3 separate regions of the Mus musculus genome follow, and all the other regions are linked to region 3. Evidence: chromatin contacts called from public HiCAR-type and promoter capture Hi-C data. All regions are on one chromosome and are shown on one strand. The core of a region is the stretch at or near the end of the contact, and the rest is flanking DNA. Distances in the headings are between cores, read along the strand shown.

Evidence for each region. Promoter capture Hi-C pulls out the DNA fragments that hold promoters and counts their contacts. HiCAR-type assays count read pairs that join an accessible place to other places.
Region 1: a HiCAR-type map of astrocytes shows a contact between it and region 3, with 2.2 times the contacts expected there. The contact joins the promoter of 4930524J08Rik here to the promoter of Wdfy3 in region 3.
Region 2: a promoter capture Hi-C map of hippocampal neurons shows a contact between it and region 3, with 2.5 times the contacts expected there. The contact joins the promoter of Pkd2 here to the promoter of Wdfy3 in region 3. A contact is called at or near these places in 1 of 39 promoter capture datasets (hippocampal neurons) and 1 of 115 datasets of contacts at active chromatin or transcription factors (astrocytes).

What each region holds. Positions count from the first base shown.
Region 1 is chr5:99,976,212-99,980,296 of GRCm38.p6, forward strand. 4930524J08Rik reads left to right here and starts at 2,724. Exons shown (of 2, transcript XM_030254981.1): 1 at 2,724-2,741; 2 at 2,826-3,455. The coding sequence starts at 2,724. The coding sequence ends at 3,341. It overlaps Hnrnpd (heterogeneous nuclear ribonucleoprotein D), which reads right to left and starts at 2,727. Exons shown (of 9, transcript NM_001077265.2): 1 at 2,181-2,727; 2 at 323-379. The coding sequence starts at 2,413. It overlaps Gm42127 (a long non-coding RNA gene), which reads right to left and starts at 316. Exons shown (of 2, transcript XR_880475.1): 1 at 1-316.
Region 2 is chr5:104,456,897-104,461,183 of GRCm38.p6, forward strand. Pkd2 (polycystin 2, transient receptor potential cation channel) reads left to right here and starts at 2,561. Exons shown (of 15, transcript NM_008861.3): 1 at 2,561-3,329. The coding sequence starts at 2,741.
Region 3 is chr5:102,068,201-102,072,781 of GRCm38.p6, forward strand. It overlaps Wdfy3 (WD repeat and FYVE domain containing 3), which reads right to left and starts at 1,721. Exons shown (of 67, transcript NM_172882.3): 1 at 1,396-1,721.

The DNA of each region.
Region 1 (4,085 bases), core at 1,474-3,973, 2.1 Mb before region 3:
TATTTCAACCTAATAAAAACTAAATGAAAATACAGTAACTTTTGTTTGCCCATATTTAAAAGAAAAATTAATAATTACATTTAGTTTAGGTTGGTCAAATTGTCAACTCATCATGCATTACCACACAGCATATCACGCAATGGCGTTCTTGCCCAGATTATTTAGGGTATCTAGAAAGGCCTTACATCCCAGGCACAAGACTCAGCCTACAGTATTAATGTCTAAATCTCCTGGGACTCAATGGGCAACTAAATTACAGAGCCTCTGCATGTTATGACTACTGAAATCTTTATAAGACAGAAATAAAATGTAAAAGTTTTACCATTCTTCCCGCTGTGCCGCCGCTGCTTCAGTGTGTCGTGGGGAGGAGTTTGAATGGCTAGGGAATTAACAACCGGTACAGCAACCAATCAAAATTCTAGTTTTAGTTTTTGACATTGTTAGGGTTAAAAACTAATTCATTTATATTTCAGTTCAACAAAAAACTTCAAAAACAGCTAGCTACTTTCTAACTTCAAAACTCAAGGGTAATAGAAAGCCTGCCCCAGTTACAAATTAACCATTTTGGTGCCTCTGTCCAAAGAACAGAATTCAGAAAGCAAAAACCAAAATGTTAAAAAAAAAAAAAACCTTAATTTCTTCAAATATTTAACATGTATTCCCTTCTCAAATTAAGCCACACATCGTTCAATATTAGTTCCATTTAATTAAATTCACTTCCCATCCCACCCTCAACTCCCCACTAAAGCCAGTACAACCATTAGCAGACTGCAGAGAATCAGCCTGAACTGAGATTTTCTTAAACATTATACTCCAAGTCCTTCTCCACTGTCCCAACACCCCTACAAATTTTATACTCTTAACCAGTAGTGGAAATCACGGGTTAAAATGACACCTTTCTAAAAACTCCCCACCAAAACTTTCTCCTGGTTATAGTGAAAAAAATTGCATACGCACAGCCCCACTATAAAAAGTATCGAAACCATAACTCAAGATCAGCAATCTGTAATGGGAACAAGAAAATCTAAGGACCCGGATCGAACCCCCTTTCCTTGTCTCCTGAATGATACTCAGCTCCCAAAGGCTGCATTTTAACATTATTAAAAGCAGCTTCTGGTGGCGATATAAGTTACTTCAATTAAAGGAAGCAAGTTAGTATTTTAAAAAAACCTGAAAAAAACTAATTCATTGACCACCACAGGATTTATTGCGTATTAAAGGGTGAGTGGGCTCCTTTGAACAATAGTGAGAGGGTGAGACTGAGAAGAAACCAAAACAGGCTCCTGGGCACTGAAAAGGCGGGAGAGAGATGTAAAAAATGTAGTTGCACAGACTAAATAAGGAAAGACTACAATCTGTACAAATAGGCAACCCAGAATCTGAGGGCGCGAAAAGGGTGCATAGAGAGAATAACTTGGCAGAATGGGGGAAGGGCAACCGCAGGCGGGAGGTGGAAGAGCCCCAGTCAAGTACAGGCCCCATCGACCAGGAAGGACTTAAATGGAGCCCGCGGAGCCACACCAACGCGCCAGCAGACCAGGGACTTTGGCAGGCCCGGTCTGTCTACAGCACAAACGCAGGGCCTGTAGGAGCGTGTCGTGGTGACAGCGTAAAGTGGACAGAACGAACGAATCCTAAGACGAAAACTATTTAAAAGCAATGGCCTGCGGCCGACGCGGGAGAAAAGAGAGGTGGACAGCCTACAGCTTTCCCAAAGCAAGAGCGTGTCAATAATCGCACCGTCTCGGGGGCGAGGGCGAAGCGCCCGACCAACCTTGGCAACCCTGGTAAAAAGCTTTTCTGTGCGTTTGCATTTTTAAGCCTAAGAGGTTAGAAATCCGGGAGACGTGGGGGTGGGGTGGGAGGGTAAGCTCCGACAGGCGGGAAAAAATCCTGGCGGCCACATCGGTGGGAGGAGACCCGCGGCGAGGGAGGAAAGAGGGCGGGCCGCGGAGTAGCATGGTGACGGCTAAAGGTGGAAACGTGTGTGATGGGGGAGGGGGCGAGCAGGCAGGGAAGGAGATGCAGGCCCGGGGGGGAGCCCGAGGTACAAGAGGGGCGGCCGAGGGGGCGACTGCACTGGGGCCTGCGGGCGGGCGGGCGGTCGCGGGAGCGAGGCCTAATGGCGGGGAGGGGGAGGGGGCCTGGCGAGCGGCTGCCCGGGGCCGCCCCTTACTCACCCTTCATCCTCCTCGTTCTTACTGGCGTCGATCTTGGCTCCCTCTGCCTCGGCGCTGCCTCCTTCGGTGCCTCCGGCCGCAGAGCCGCCGCCGCCGCTCCCGCTTCCCGCCGCCGCCGCCGGCCCCTGCGCCGCCGCCGCCACCATGGCTCCCTCCTGCTCGCCCGCCGAGCCGCCTACCGCCGCCGTTGCCGCCGCCGCCGCCCCGTCCCCTCCGAACTGCTCCTCCGACATAGTGCTACTGCCGCCGCCGAAGACGACACCCGCCGACGCCGCCGCCGCCGCGAACCGAAACTAGCAGCAAAGTAATCCCCGCCGCCGCCGCGCGATGCCCGCTCTACCTCGCGAGGCACCCTAGACAAGGCGCGCGCGTGGCTGCAAGGGCTCCTGCGCCTCTCCCCGGCCTGCCCCCCTCGCCTCCCACTCTCGCGCAGCGCGCTCTCTCGCTCTCCCCGGCTGCACTGAAAAAAAAAAGAATGAAGTAGCAGCGGCGGCCACTCTCGCCTCCTCCTCGCTTTAATGGCGCCGCCGCGGACCACCTAAAATGGCCGACGGAAGAACGGCGCGTCCCGGTCACGTGGCTCCGGAGCGCGCCCTTTGCGCCTCCCCCGCCCCCGTCCACCGCTAGGCCCCGCCCCCCGCGCAGGCCCCGCCCTCCCCGTCCCTTTCCGACTGGCTCTCACGCCCCGCGGTCGCGCGGCGCGGGCCTTTAAAGAGGACCGGAAGTGGCGTGCGCAAGAGGGGCGCGCGGGTACCATCGAGAACAAGGAGCGCTGGTTCGAGGGCGCGGCTAGAGAGGCCTCCCCCGCCCCCGTCCCTTGGCCCCGCCCTTCCGCGGATTCCTGGAGTCACCGGCCGCTCCTCGGCTTTGGTTGGCAGGCGCGGCCGACCTGGAGGGGTGTGGTTCGTCCATCCCCAGCGGAGACTTCGTGGAGGCTGCCCTCAGGGAGCCACGGCTGTGGGCCCCGGGACCTGCGTGGGGCAGCGGGCCGCGCCTGTGCAGTGCTCCGCCGTCCCTGCGCCGGGTGACATTGAGGCTCCGCCGCGGCGCTGTCCAAAGGCGGCTTTGATGGTCGAGGCTGCCTCTTCTCAGAGTTGCTTCCCTAGTCTTAAGCTTTGCCTCCGTTATTACAAGAGCCTAACGCCGGCCACGATTCTTTGAAGTCACTATGGATTGGGAAGTGTATGTATTAAGGTCGACTCCAGGGCTCCTTTTTTTTTACGAGTTACAGTCCTTGTATTAAACAGGATATATAAATGTCATGAATCATCTTTACGAGGTTTCTGGGTTTGTGGTGTTGAGGTGGCGATTTTATAAAAAGAAAAAAATGAAACGCCGTTAGGCGTGTGATTCACGATTTTAAAATTAATCGCTAAGAAACCTATTGGAATTCCTACTCAGGAGTTAGACTTTGAAGCTTCCTGCAAGACTTAGAAGAAAATGGAATTTCTGGTTTGGTTTGGTTTGGTTTGGTTTGGTTTTTTTTGTCGTCAACCACTCGACTGCTTAGTAAGTATCCAGTTTCCAAACAGGGTTTGGAGAAGTTTACAAAAGACAGCATACAGGGACAGGACTTCAGCCCAGCTAATTAGGTACACGCTGTAATCCCAGAACTGTGATCCCAGAGAAGGGAGGAAGGACTGTTGAGGCCAACCTGGCATTACCCCTTAGCAAAACACATAAAAAAATTTTAAATAAATGCTTCCCATGGTGTACTTTAAGTCAATTTACAGTAACTGTACATAATCTGAAAATCCCAACGATTAAAACAAGATTTATCACTACAGTTTGTTACAGAATCCATAAAATGAAAGAATATGCATCAAATAGTGGAAATGTCTTCAACATTGAGCAAATCACAGACAGGCAACCACCAAGATGATTGGCGAAAAAGAAGTGATTCCA
Region 2 (4,287 bases), core at 1,311-3,810, 2.4 Mb after region 3:
GTTTATAAGCCACCTGGCCACGGCATTTTTTTGTTGCAGCAGCCTGAAGGGTTGGTCTTAGACATCTGTATCAATTCAATGTATCTTCACAAGCCTATGAGGCAAGCTGTGGGAAGCCGTCCCCACATTTGCCGTTGCAAGATGGCGCTGACATCCTGTGTTCTAAGTGGTAAACAAATAATCTGCGCATGTGCCAAGGGTAGTTCTCCACTCCATGTGCTCTGCCTTCCCCCTGACGACAACTCGGTCGATGGGCTGCAGCCAATCAGGGAGTGACACGTCCTAGGTGAAGGATAATTCTCCTTAATAGGGACGGGGTTTCGCGCTTGCTCTCTTGGTCTCTTGCGCTCTTGCTCCTGAAGATGTAAGCAATAAAGTTTTGCCACAGAAGATTCCAGTTTGCTGCGTCTTTCCTGGCCGGTCACGAACGCGTGTAAGAGCAAGCGTTCATCATTTTCGTTTCCACAGGCACAAATGAAGTAACTTGCCCTAGGTCATGCAGTTGTCTGCTTCTATGGTCCTGATAATGAATTATGTATACACAGCCTGGAGCACCACTGACAATTCTTCTAGGTCTGGAATTCTGGATGATGTCATCACTGCAATTATAAAACCCAGGCTACAAGATGCATTTTATGAAAACTCTTTTATCTGAAACATAACTGTTGCTTCTCAAACTTTGGGTGCCCAGAAGCCTACAAGGAGACTCAGAATTCCAGAGCAAAATTCCTAGAATTTCTGAGTCAGTAAGAGTGATGTCGAGGACCCGACGAGTCAATGCATAAAACCTATTTTCTGACCCTGAGTCCGTGCTCCCTCTTCATACGCCCCTCCTCTGGAATATGCCTGCTAAGCAATTTTTCTGTTAGTGCAGCACAGGTGGCTCAGCTCAGAATACTGCTTCTCTAGACACCTCTTACTAGACAGACATCTCACCCTTTCTAGTGGGAGACTTCAGCCTCTTTCTTTTCTTGAGGTCTGGGTCTTTTCTTGAGGCCAGGGTCCTTATTACTCTGCTTAACTTGCTCAATTATTAATTTTACACACAGGAAACGTATAAGAGATTAATGAATAATGATAAGGAGAGTGATAGATGAATGATAGGGAGATCATTCTAGAAAAGCATTGTAGTGCCCACAAAGCCTAAATGAGTCATGTACCCCTCAGATTCATATGTTGAATTCCCAAGCCCTGGCATCTCAGCATATGACTGTATGTGGTCAGAGGTCTTTCTAAAAGTAACTAAATTTAAATCATACTATTAAGGTTGTCTATAACCACTACGATGACAATGATGGTGATGATGACGATGACCACGAAGATGAGGAGGAAGAGGAGGATGAAACATTTAAGGGAGGACAATGGGGAGACACAGGCAAAACGTGCCATATGCAAGCCAAGACAGGCCTCGGAAAAGGTCAACCAACTTTTTTTTTTTTTTTGAGAAAATGTATTTGCATTATTGAACACAGTGTGTGGTAAGTTATTATAACAAGCCTGGCAAACTAATATAGGATCGGACCATGCACATTTGCTAAACTGCAGAAATAAAATATTACCACTTAAGCTAGAATTCCATAGATTCTTTAATGTACCAACATGGCTGACCCCTTATTGCAAACAGTGGAGACATGGAGAATATGGGTGGGTGGGTAGGAGGGAAATGGGGGAGGGATACCACCCATAGGCTCCCAATCCAGTCCTATCCCCAAGGCTAAACAGAGAGAGACCAGTTTAGTATTAGAATGGCAGAAGAGATATGGAAGTGACAGAAATCATTTGCTCTGCTGTGGAATGACAATGTTTGCAGTTAGAGTAAAAAGCATTAGAGAACCCCTTGAGGACAGAAATGACAAGAAGACCCCCGCGGGACTTGACGAGGAGGTGGATGAGGACATCCTATGAGAAGCGTCAGAAGTGAGGGCAGAGATGCACAGATCTTGGCCAGGAATTTAACTTTTAAAAGAGATGGGAAAACCATGGAAAATCGAATTTGGAGTAGGCTTTGCCTGACCCAACTGCTGTCTTAAGTTGGCTGTGCCAGCTGGGGCGTAGCGAGGATGGAGATCTAGACCTAACGCCTGAGGCAGGATTCTGTTACTCAAGGGCTGGCCAGGAGCGGAAATGAGGTAATGGTGGAGGCATCAGAAAGTTCCAAAATCCAACCCTTGGATGCCTCTAGATGTCTGGAGAGTGGAGACAGGAAATCATCCAGTAAACACAGAATCAAGGAGCTGAGGGTCACCAAATGCAAGCCTTGCCGCCTTGGTGATTTCTTTCTGGTTTTTAAACGAAGGGTGGATTTCTTTGCCTTCCCTGAGAATTCAGTTCAAGCTGGATTTCACTAGTTCTTTCTATCCCAACAAAAGATCTCCATCTTTACCCTCCTCCTTGCACCTTTGCAAACCCAGGGGGAGTATGGACAGAGTCTAAGCACTATCTTAAGGTCATGCAGGCATGGACACACCCAGGAGCCCCTTTCCCGACGAGCTGGCTGACCAAGCAAGCTACCCCGTAGGAATGTGGGCACCGATGGGGACCCTGGCTCTACTTGGATCCCTGGCCGCTGGGGCCTTTTCGACGCGCCTAAGTCCAGTCCAGGCGAGGCCAGGGCCCGGGAGGCGGGCCGAGGGGGCGGGCGGAGGCGGGGAGCAGCAGGCCGACTCCGGGAAGAAAAGAACATGGCTCCTGCGGCAGAGGGCGGCGGCACTCCCGGGCGCGCTGGGCGCCAGTGAGCGCCATGGTTAACTCCAGACGCGTGCAGCCGCAGCCGCCCGGGGACGCGGGACGCTCGCCCGCGCCGCGAGCGTCCGGACCCGGGCGCCTGGTGGCGGGAGGCGCCGGCCTAGCTGTCCCCGGCGGCCTCGGGGAGCAGCGGGGCCTGGAGATCGAGATGGAGCGCATCCGGCAGGCGGCCGCTCGGGATCCCCCGGCCGGAGCCTCGGCCTCGCCGTCTCCTCCGCTTTCGTCCTGCTCCAGGCAAGCGTGGAGCCGCGACAACCCGGGCTTTGAGGCAGAGGAGGATGACGACGACGACGAGGTGGAAGGAGAAGAAGGAGGGATGGTGGTAGAGATGGATGTGGAGTGGCGCCCGGGCAGTCGGAGGTCGGCCTCCTCCTCGGCCGTGAGCTCGGTGGGCGCCCGCGGCCGAGGGCTCGGGAGCTACCGCGGCGCGGCTCACCTGAGCGGGAGGCGGCGCCGGCTAGAGGACCAGGGCGCGCAGTGTCCCAGCCCCGCGGGCGGCGGGGACCCGCTGCATCGCCACCTCCCGCTGGAGGGCCAGCCACCCCGAGTGGCCTGGGCAGAGAGGCTGGTGCGAGGGCTGCGAGGTAAGATCCGGACTCTTGGCGTCCAGTGCACGCTTGACAACTGCCTGCGCGCGGGCTCGAACCCCTGTCCTACAAGGGTGGCTGTCTGCTGCGGCTCCACCTCGCATCCTCTGCGTTCCCGCCTCCTTCCAGAGCGCCTTCCCTAACTCCTCTAATTCGGCGCGATTTCCGGTACCCATCACCGAATTTTACTGCGTTCTTGTTGGTGCAAATTCATTGGACGCCTCCCTTCCTCCCTTCCTCTCTCCTTAAGATGCTAGCACATTTTGGAAAACAAAAGCAAGCCGTTAATACCTGGGCTTTTGGAGGACGAAAAGTGAATATTCTAGTACAACTGACAATAGTTGGAACTTTATGCTTGCTAAATGTCACAAATGAGGAACAAGTTTATTCCAGAGCCCAAGCTTTTCCTTTGGTGGCGATGTGTCATGTCCCTTCAGCCATTCTAGTAGGGACCTACAATGTTATCCAAGTTTTGAGACAAATGCCTTTAAACAGGTCATTGTCTGAAGGTTTGGTTGAGAGAGAGGTTGTTGACAGAAATGTGTAGAAACACATTTTTGATCATTTCCAATTCTAGACATTTCTTAAACAGTTGCAAACAAAATTATTATACCTCGCCCGTGTCCCCCCCCCCCCCCCCCCGTGTGTGTGTGTGTGTGTGTGTGTGTGTGTGTGTGTGTGTGTGTGTTTAAAGACTGGAAGCAAGGTCCTTTGCCATTCCAACAAGATGATTGCTTTTCCAGATGGTTAATGTGTCAGCATTCCAACGAGCACGCAACTCTCCACACGGCAAGAAAGGACACGGATTTTCCAATAGCTAGTTAATCTCGTGTTCTTAAAGGTTTGCAGCCGGAGGTATCCAAGTAGAAGAGTTTCACTAACTCTCCCCCACCTAGTTATTTTAACCTCTAGCTTTAAGAGTTCCAGCCCAGGATTTGTTGTTATTTTCCCCTGC
Region 3 (4,581 bases), core at 471-2,970:
GTGGAGTTCAGCATCCTCAGAGTACAGAATCTGATCCTGGAATATTACACTACGGTTTAACTTTCTTTCATGTCTTTCCAAGTTACTTCAAAGCCTCATGTTCCTTAACTCATAGCACATTTGTAGAGAAATTTTTGTGAGAAGCATATTTTTACATGAATAGATTTCAACTAAGGAAAAGAGAAACTATTTAAAAACCTGTATTTCTAGTTGCTTGAGGCAGAACTGCTCAAAGTTTTAGTTCTCAAACCTAATGAAATACAGATTTTTTTTAAACATTAAATGCATATCAAGCTAATTCTTACACAGCAGGGTCCCATGATGACAGTTTTATTTAAAGAGGGATTTACTTTGACTAGATCTATACACTAACAGACTATAGTCTTTCTCCTAGACTCTACACTAATACCACATCCCATTTTCCTGTAAATAAGTACATTTTTCATTGTTTTGTTATTTTTACTTGCTTTACATCCTGACAGTGAAAACTGATCTAAACCTGCTTGATAGAGGCCAGCCTGGAATCTGCTGTCTCGACGCAAGGGTTTTGTTTTTCTTTTTTTGTTGGGTTTTCAGACACCATAATAACCACTTGGTACTGACCAACCCATAGCTATTAGTGAACAAAAATAGTTTTTCGTATGCATAAGCACCATTTTTCCCACAGAAAAAACACTTAGCCATTGGTGAGGTACTGAAAATCCATGCATTCGGTAAACATCTGCTTGATCTGATTCTATCCTATTATTTCTACAAAGGAAGAACTCATCATCTGTCTCTCCGATTCAAGAGTCAAAAAATCAATGGAACGCAGCACCTCCGATGCGACCATGGTCCAGAGGGCTCTGGTCGGAAAGGTCACCGCTGCCTTTTCAACCCCGCCATAACCGCGAATGTCGGTGATGCCACCACATCCCCGATGCAGGACAGAAGCATCCCAGGTCCCTTCCACAGGGAAGGGTTTGCAGCTCAGAGCGTAGAGGGATGAGCCAGGAGAGGCCCGCGGCCCTGGAGACGGCGCCCGAGGGATGGAGGCCGCGCTCCGCTGCGCCCGGGCGCGCGCGGGTGGGGGCTGGGGGGTCCGGGAATGGGCACCGGGAGGGTCCTCCCGAGGGGACCGGCATGACCCCCACCTACCCCGGGCGCCGCCGGGTTACGCCCCCGCCCTCCCGGACCTGCGGTCGCCTTGCCCCCGCCTCCCCATCCCCGAGGCCCCCGCACGCCCCTCCGCCGGCCGCCTGGGACCAGCCGCCGACGGCGCCCTCTCCAGGCCCGGAGGAGGACGCGGGTGGGGGAGCGGCTGGGCCGCGGCCTGTCCCCGCGCGGACAGCGCCTCCGCCCCGCAGGAACAAAGCGCGCCGCGGGCGAGCCGGCGAGCGGGCAGGCAGCACTCACCGCGGACGCGCGGGCCCAGGCGTGGGGCCCGGGAGTCCCCCCAGGCCGGGCCGGGGCCGAGCGCCCGCTGCAGTCCGCGAGCTGCGGGGCCGGGGCGGCAGCCGTGCTAGGCAGCCAGGGCAGCGACGCCGCCGCCGCTCCCTTCTCCCGCCTGGGTCCCTGCTCCGCCGCGTCTTCTCCCTCGCCGGGTCCCCGCCGCCGCCTCAGCCTCGGCACTGCACGGGCTGCTCCTCTCCATCAAGGCCGGGCCGGGCCGCGGGGAACATCCCGGAAAGTGAGGGCTGGTGGCCGTCTCCCGCAGCTGCTGGTGGCCATCTTTAATCCTCCTCCTCCTCCCGCTCTCCCCACCTCCCGCGCCCGCTGACGGACGGCTCGGGATCCTCCTCCCGCTCCTCCCGCTCCTCCTACCAGGCCGGCCGCAGAAACTGCAGCCGCGCGGCCGGCCCCTCCCGCCTTTCCTTCCTCTTTCCTACTTCCTTCCCTCGCCGCGGCTCCTGCTTGCCGGCACCCTGGACAGGCGCGCAGCCCAGTCCGCGCCCCGCGCCCCGCGCCCCCTGCCCTCGCCTCCGGGCTCCCGGGTCCTCTGGCGCAGCGCTCACCCCCTCCTCCGGCTTCTCGGGGGACCCTGCTGAGAAAGCACCGCTGCGCGCCCCTGAGCCCTACTCCCATTGCTGGATGCTGTCACCAGCGATGAAAACACGCGAGCCTGCGTTCATTTTACTCCAGCTGGAGTACAAAAGAACTGCCCACGCTAGCTCTTTCACTACGCGGCCTCGAACCCCCACCTCCTCCGGTGCGGATCAGGACCCAGGAGTTTCCAGTCTCCAGGGTTGTCCTGGGTCAGTGACCTTGAGACCTTCTGCTGAGATTTTAGGTTTGCCCTTTCTGGAAAGGTCATTCTTTGTACCTCCATAGACCTGACCAACACAATGTTTGCACTAAATGAGTATGGATTGGTAAACTTGAAACAGCCAAGCGGACATCAGCTTGTCTCTGTTCCTAGTCCGCCCAGCGTACCGTTTGGGTCATACTTCTGTTCTGACGGTGGGGACAAAACTGAGTCAGCATGAATGCTTGAACTCCTTGAGTTGAACAGCTCAGAGTGGGGAAGTAGTGGTACAGAAACTGGAAACACGAGCTTGTTTTCCCAACACTGCAATCTACAGCAGTTTTAGGATTTCCTCTAAAAAAGAAAAAAAAAAAAAAAAAGCCGAAGTAATTTGGACTTGCTGTTTCCTTTTTTTAAGCCAGTTTGTGTTTGGAATTGGATCCAGTTGTACCGATTTACTCCACTGTTTGCTACAAGATTCAGCAGCTGTTCCGTGTGGGGGCCCCTGTTCCTGCTGTTCCCAGGCACCCGCTGGCAGGACAAAGCACCTTTCCCCAGGTGTGGAGAGCCATGCCTGTAAGGCCTGTGCTGGGTGGGGCTGCTGTTGGATGAGGTTGGGGGGTCCCTCAGGAGGATAGAAGAATTGTCCAGAGTTGGAGGCCAGGGAGACAGTCAGGGAAGGGAAGAGACCAGGGGCAGGCTACAGAATAAAAATGTAAATGTTACTCAATTCTGAAAGAGTAGGTCAGAACAACCCCTTTTAAAAAAACCTACTTTTATAACCAGATCATCTAAGGGGGAACAGAAATCCGATGCTTTGCCTCTAAGGCTCACAAAGTAACCTGTAAAGATACTGGCCATTCAACTGTTTTAACTCAGTCTGTGCCATCTATAGAATTCCTTTAAAGCCAAATAGGCTGTGCTATAGCGCTCTATAATACAGTTTTAAATAAATCATTACTGCCAGGTCGCTGGGTGGGGGAGGGGTGTGCCTGCTTCCTTTTCCTTCTTACTGCTCCTTCCTCCTTGGCCCTTTGATGTGTATTCTTTAGGTACCGTTCCTCCAATCTGCCCTTACACAAATGTACCACAAAATTCTCTTCAGCCTGGGAGTGTGGCAGGAAGAAGAGCTACTGGATGCATGGCTACATTAGGGTAAGAAAATCAGTTGAGTCAACACTAAGACCAGGGTGCCTTTCAGAAGGAAGATCTTCAACTAAATATGAATGAGGTTTCGAATTTTTTTTGTAATTATAATTGGGAGAAGAAAATTTATGAAATGTATGTCATCAGCACATTGATTATAAATGTCTTTCTGTTGGAAAAAAAACCATTGCAATAAAGTTCAAGGGTATATCAGTATGCAAATGTGGCAATTTTCCTGCTGGTGTCTTATAGAGAATATTTCACAAAGGTTTTCTCCTAGTGCACACATATACACCCAGCTGCCTTCCCTTGTTTTGCTGAAGCTATACAAATATAAGGATTATAAGGATGGTCTGGAAAAGACCCTTCCCAGTTGCTCTCTCTCAGCTCTGCCTCAGATCTGTCACCGCCACAGCTCTTACCTTCCTGGGTCTTTGTTGCCGGCCAAATGTAGTTTCTGTCATCTTGAGTTTAGGTATTCAAAACAAAACAAAACAAAACAAAACAAAACCCTGGTCAGCTCAGGTTCTCCAGCAACATGACTACTGTGTCCTGTGTATTCACTCAGATGAACTCACACTCCTCATAAAACAAAGACTGTGTTAAAGTGGAATAAGCCCTTTGTGCAGAGGCCAGATGGAAGGAGTTCTAGGCATGTGCAGCGAACTCCTCTGGGGATAGAGGAAGCTGAAGGGCTATTTCTAAACAGTTCTGCACCAGGAGTCTGATTCCTAACTTCCATTCAGAAATGAGGTGACTGTAGACAATAGCAGTTGAGGAGCTGTGCCTCACGACAAGTAAAAGCCATGGATTTGTGGTGACAGAAGACTCGTGAGCACAACAAGTGACTGGCGGGAGAGATGCTGAGGAGGGAGGACATGTTTTAAAAGAGAATTTCCAAAATTGTTAAGAGAAGCAATAAGCTCAGAATTCTCTGTTTAAGCATTTGCTTCTTTTATGTTTTATTTATAAAATGAAAGGTTAATGGCAAATGGGATTATCATTCATATATATACATATAAATGTATAAATTGACATATGCGTGTGTGTGTGTATAATACAATATGTATATAAACTAAATTCTAGATTTTTAAGATATTACCAGAACATGGAGTGTTACAGATGCTAGAAGACAAAAATCTACATAGACATTAACCATATTGACACATTCAAATTTCACTTCTATGCTAAAATATGTTGCTATCATATTT